2 separate regions of the Gossypium hirsutum genome follow, and region 1 is linked to region 2. The links are chromatin contacts, called in public Hi-C maps. All regions are on one chromosome and are shown on one strand. Each heading gives the region's core, a stretch centred on a gene start, on an enhancer-like site or on the middle of the called end of the contact. The rest is flanking DNA. Distances are from core to core; before and after follow the strand shown.

The links. Hi-C and Micro-C count contacts between places; a contact is called where the count stands out from the background.
Region 1: a contact with region 2 is called in a Hi-C map of callus, with 4 times the contacts expected there. The contact joins the enhancer-like site here to the promoter of LOC107900604 in region 2. A contact is called at or near these places in 9 of 34 Hi-C or Micro-C datasets (anther, callus, hypocotyl and 2 more).

Annotation. Positions count from the first base shown.
Region 1 is chrD06:55,196,147-55,198,846 of Gossypium_hirsutum_v2.1, forward strand. No RefSeq gene overlaps it. Among protein-coding and RNA genes, the nearest start is that of LOC107900605, 42 kb to the right of the region's middle. Within about 2 kb of position 1,360, at least 6 of the 9 cell types and tissues checked have an H3K27ac peak or open chromatin away from gene starts, as enhancers often do.
Region 2 is chrD06:55,076,898-55,079,597 of Gossypium_hirsutum_v2.1, forward strand. It overlaps LOC107900604 (cation/calcium exchanger 4), which reads left to right and starts at 1,435. Exons shown (of 1, transcript XM_016826267.2): 1 at 1,435-2,700. The coding sequence starts at 1,747.

The sequences.
Region 1 (2,700 bases), core at 110-2,609, 120 kb after region 2:
ATTGTGGTTGCCTAGTTATGTTGAGAACTTCATGGTCGAAACAAATTAACCCCTTTTTGCAGTTAATACAAAATATGCAATAAATAATGTCACACATATAAAACATAGATGTAGTCATGCCTTTTTGCAAATAAACAATAAACACAATTAAATAAAGATGAAACATGTTCTTTTTGTCTGTCACATATACAAAAAAAAACATTAAAAGATTATCACCTTTTTGCAAAAAAAAAAAACCATAATATTTGAACCCAAAACTCAGGTAAAGAACCAAAAACCCATTACTTACTGTAATCCATGTCTGGACCATCCATTGAATCAATCATTTGTTCTTCCATTTTGAATAAAAAATCCAACCGATTGATGGAGCACTCAATTTGATTTCTACTGTTTTGATTTAACAAAGATGACTATGAAAATGGATGATTTTTTCAGTCAAAATAGAAATGAAAACTAAAAGAAAAAGGAGTCCAAAGGTTCTTTTTTTTTGTTCAAGGATTAATCTGATGCATTGATTTTGATTACTTTGGGAAACCAAATTAAAATTTTCCTTTACTTAATTTAGAAAATTCAATTAATTAAATTTATTTAATTAAAAAATTAATTAATTTACTTGGCTGGACATGCACGTTAGTATTTAAAAATCACTTTAACTGCCATGTCAAATTGTCGTTTGGGAGGTAACAGATCTTAATGATAGAGTGATCATATTGTAACAAAATGATAGTGTACGTGACTAAAACGTAACATTTCAAATATAAGTGACTAAAATGTAAACCAAGACAAACACAAACAAAAGTAACTATTTTGATAGTTTACCATTTTTTAAAGTGGACATTAAGTGAAAAAAAAGCTAATGGGGCAAGTCTAGTCAGCAATCCATTGATGAGATATTGAAGATATTAAAGATATTAAAGAATCGTTTCTACTTTAGAGTGACTAACGAAATAATTTACCCTTAAAAAGATATTAAAGATTAGTAAACAACTTAAAAGAAAATATAAATAAATTAAAAAAAAACACATTTCTAGCTGCATTAAAGGTTCACTTAAAATTTACCACTTAAGTTTGAATAACAACGATAATGTTATTTATGGTGTGTGAATTTGATAATGATTTGTTTAAATAATTTACACCTAACATACACAAAAATAATCAGATTCTTAGGAAATTTGTCTCTAGCAATTTGGTAATCCTATATAAACTAGCATTTCAAAAAGTTTTATTTAATAACAAGTCTGCTTCACTAGCACGGCTAGGGGTTTTCTTAGATTTTTTTTTTTGCGTTTCTTGACGGCGGTGGTAGTTTTTGACAGGCTCATCGTTGGTTTTTTAGGGTTTTTGGCTGATATGGAACACGAGTTGGCAAATTTATCATTCGATGATGAGGAGAAAGAGGGTTTAGTGGTACCCACGGAGGTTGGTTCGCAATCGGTGGTGTCTGAATTTAGTATTTTCAGCTGTTAGAAAATAGCAAGTATAGTTCATTTTTCGGTTATGAAGAGCACCATGGCGAATGTTTGGCATCATGTTAGAGGCGCTCAGATTTCGAATCTAGGAGACAAACACTTTTTATTTAAGTTCTTTCATAGGATGGATTTGGAACGAGTGATTAATAGGGCTCCCAAGACTTATAATAACAATTTGTTGGTGTTTCATAGGCTAGAGAGAGGGGAGGATCAGGTGAAGGTTCCTTTGTTATATGTGAGTTTTTGGGTTCAGGTGCATGATCTACCTATGGGATTATTCTTGGAAGTTATGGCGCGACAGTTGGAAATTTTATGGGTACTTTTTTTTAGTATGATTCGAAGAGTTTAAGTCGGGCGATGCGTAATATCTTAGACTCAGGGTCCAATTGGATGTCAAGAGACCCCTGAAAAGGAAAAAGAAGATTATATTCACGTCAAGTAGCCACAGTTATGTTTACTTCAGGTATGAAAAATTGACTTTGTTCTATTTCTTTTACGGTCGTTTGGGGCATAGTGATTCTTTCTGTCAACTCTGTATGTCAAGAGAAGAGGAGACTATTGAGCTAGGGTGGGATCTATCGATTCAAGCATAATCGAGAAGAGCTGCAACAATGAGTAGTGTATGGTTGGTGGAATAAAGTGAAGGGGGCTAATCCTGGTGGAGGGAAAAGGGATTTTGTTTACGATTCTGGGACAAACGGTCGGCAGGATATTGGAATTAAGAGGGATCCTATGTTAGGGATTAATTTAGAAGGGTCGGGGGTAAGTATTCTAAGGGATGATGGTTGTGGGGATCAATTGCGGGAGCATTTAAACATGGAGCATGATGGGGAAGAGATACATGTTGAGAATATTGATGGCAAGAAGAGACTTCGGAATGATATGGGGGATTATGTCACTACGGGGATGGAAAATTTAGTATTAGTTCGTGGGGAATGACCAGTGGGGAGAGCCCATTTTATATTAGCTGGCAAGCTGACCAAGCGCAATGAAAATAATAAATTGGAATGTTCGTGGGTTAGGGAAATTGTGGTCTGTTAGACGTCTCAAGAACAAATTGAGGCAAGGTCAACCCCAAATTTTGTTTCTAACTAAAACAAAAGTCAATGCGAGAAAGATGGAATAGATACGGCAAAAATGTGGGTTCATAAATGGTATTGATTTGGATGCGATAGGAACAATGGGGGGTTTATCTTTGGGTTGGGTGGAGGGCGTGATTGTTATTTTATGG
Region 2 (2,700 bases), core at 185-2,684:
GACACCTAAAAATAATTATAATTTAATTTAGAAGTTTTAGTTGTCATTTATGTATTGTGATAATTACAAATTTTATTGACATCTAAATATTAATATAAAGTTAACTTAAAGTAGTATGTGTGATCACCATTAAGTGTTGGGTGCAATGGTAAGACTCATTACATTCTCAAAGGAATGTAAATTCAAATTTTAGAGACAACATTATTGATAAGGGTAGTCACAAATCCCAAACACTATCTATAAACCAGATATAGCGAATACAAAAAAAGAAAAAGGTGTGATAATTACAAATTTTACTGATACCAAAAAATTTGATTTAAGCTTTAAATGTTTAGTAATTTTGTTAAAAAAATATTTTTGTAAGGATAAAATGTTTATTGTAGTTTGATATTATAAAGTAAATAATATACATTTAAATAATATTTAAATTTATAATATTATGATATACAAAATGTATCAACTTAAATTATAATAAAAATATTAAAATACTTTATTGTGACTCATTATCAATATTTTAATATATGAAACATAAATTTTAAATATATTTTAATTAATTAATATAATTTAATTTAAATTTGTTAATTGATATTTGAATCTACTTATAATTTAATTTAAGTTTATTAGAAGCAAAGTACTTAAATCAATTAAAAGAAAGATTGATGTAAAATTGAGTTTTATTTTATCTATTAATTATTACTTAATTAATATTAGAGAATAATATTAAATAGTTAAACACATTTGATCAAGTAGCAAATGGAGATAATTAGTAATAATAAGTTAGAAGTAGAATCATATTCGAACAACAATAGCATCGAAAAGAGATTGAAAAATTATTTAATTGATTATAAGGTAATATAACATTAAATTTGTCCTCTTATTATTTCAATTTAATATTACAATTTTTTTTATTTTAGTTCCAAATTTCTATATTAATTTTAATAATATTATATATTAATTCAATTTTATTTTATCTAATTATTTAATATTTTATTATCAATTGTTTTCTATTTTTCATTACTTTTAAAACATTTTATTCTCTAAATTATTTATCAAAATTAGTAGAATTTTATTATAAATTATACCAATGTTAATTTAATTAGTAAAAATATATATTTTGAATTGTAGAATTATATTATTTAAAGAATTAAAAATATAAACACATAAAAATTACGTATAATATTTTTAAAAATTCTGATTAATTTTTTCAAAATTTTTCATGTTTTAGAATTTTTTTGAATATTAAATTAGTGAAACCGATTGGATTTTGCAAACCATGATTCTCTTATTAACAAAGCATAAAATTAACACGAGTAAAATAGTTTTTTCTTAATTGAAATAAAATAACTTTTAAATTTTATAAAAATGTAACAAAAAATTAGCACTCATTAAAAAATAGTATATATTAATATAAATAAAGGGGTGATAAAGAAAAAGGAAAAAAATAGCAGTCATGAGAAATTTCTAACCAACTTCTTCTCCAAATTATTTTGTTTCAAAAATTCCCTGATTATTATTATTGTCAACGAACTTCTGCGTTGGAAAAACTGTCCCAAAAAGAGCCATTAAATTCCATTTCCTCTTTAATCTTGGGGTCATCGGTAAGTATCCTAAATTTCATATTCATTTTCTCTTCTGAATTCAAGGCTGGGGTTTCCTAGTTCCTTAGCTGAAAACCCTAGCCTAATTCACTTTGTAGGAATTTTTCAAAAGCTTGATGTTTTTTTTTTAGATAAAGAGATTTTATTTATGAGTAATAATTGTCTTTATGTTCCAAAAAGTCCCAAATTTCATGGGATTTTCAATGGATTATCTGCCATTATTCTACTTTTCTTTTTTTACACCCGGGCAGATTTCTTAAGAAAACCTCACATTAGCCAATTGTCTGGGCTTATTAATTATAATTTGAATCAAAGAACCGTACTTGATCACGTCGGTATAATTCGTCGAAAAATTAGCGAACTTGATGCCAGTTCGTCAAATTTAGCTTTTGGGAAGGGCCAGCAGAATGAGTTGAATGTAAGCTTGAGCCATCCTGTTTTCTGTACCGGATTGAATAATCATCAGGGTTTTGCTAATCAATGTGAGTTCCTGAAATCGAATCCACAGTGTTCTTCAGATGGATTCTTTGATTACATTAAGTTCTTCTATTGTGGTTGTGGAGAATTTAGGATAGTGGGCTATTTGATATTGGTTGTTTGGCTTCTTTCTTTGTTTTATCTTTTGGGTAACACTGCAGCTGACTACTTTTGCCGTTCATTGGAGAAGCTTTCTTATCTGCTTATGTTGCCTCCAACTGTTGCTGGGGTTGCACTCCTTCCGTTGGGAAATGGGGCACCGGATGTTTTTGCAAGTATAGCTGCATTTTTGGGGACGGATACAGGTGGAGTGGGTCTTAATAGCGTGTTAGGTGGTGGAGTTTTTGTTACTTGTGTTGTTGTAGGGGCTGTCTCCCTTTGTGTAGCGGGGACCGGGGTTCAGATTGATAAAAGATGCTTCATTAGGGATATCTGTTTCTTCCTTTTTACGCTCATGTCACTTACAATGATATTGATAATTGGCAAGGTGAGTATTTGGGGTGCCATTGCATTTGTCATGATCTATGTGATTTATGCATTTTCTGTTGTTGCAAATGAGATTCTGTGGAAACATACTGGGGGATTGAAATTGGATGTTGTTACACCATTGCTTCCTGTCCGAGGA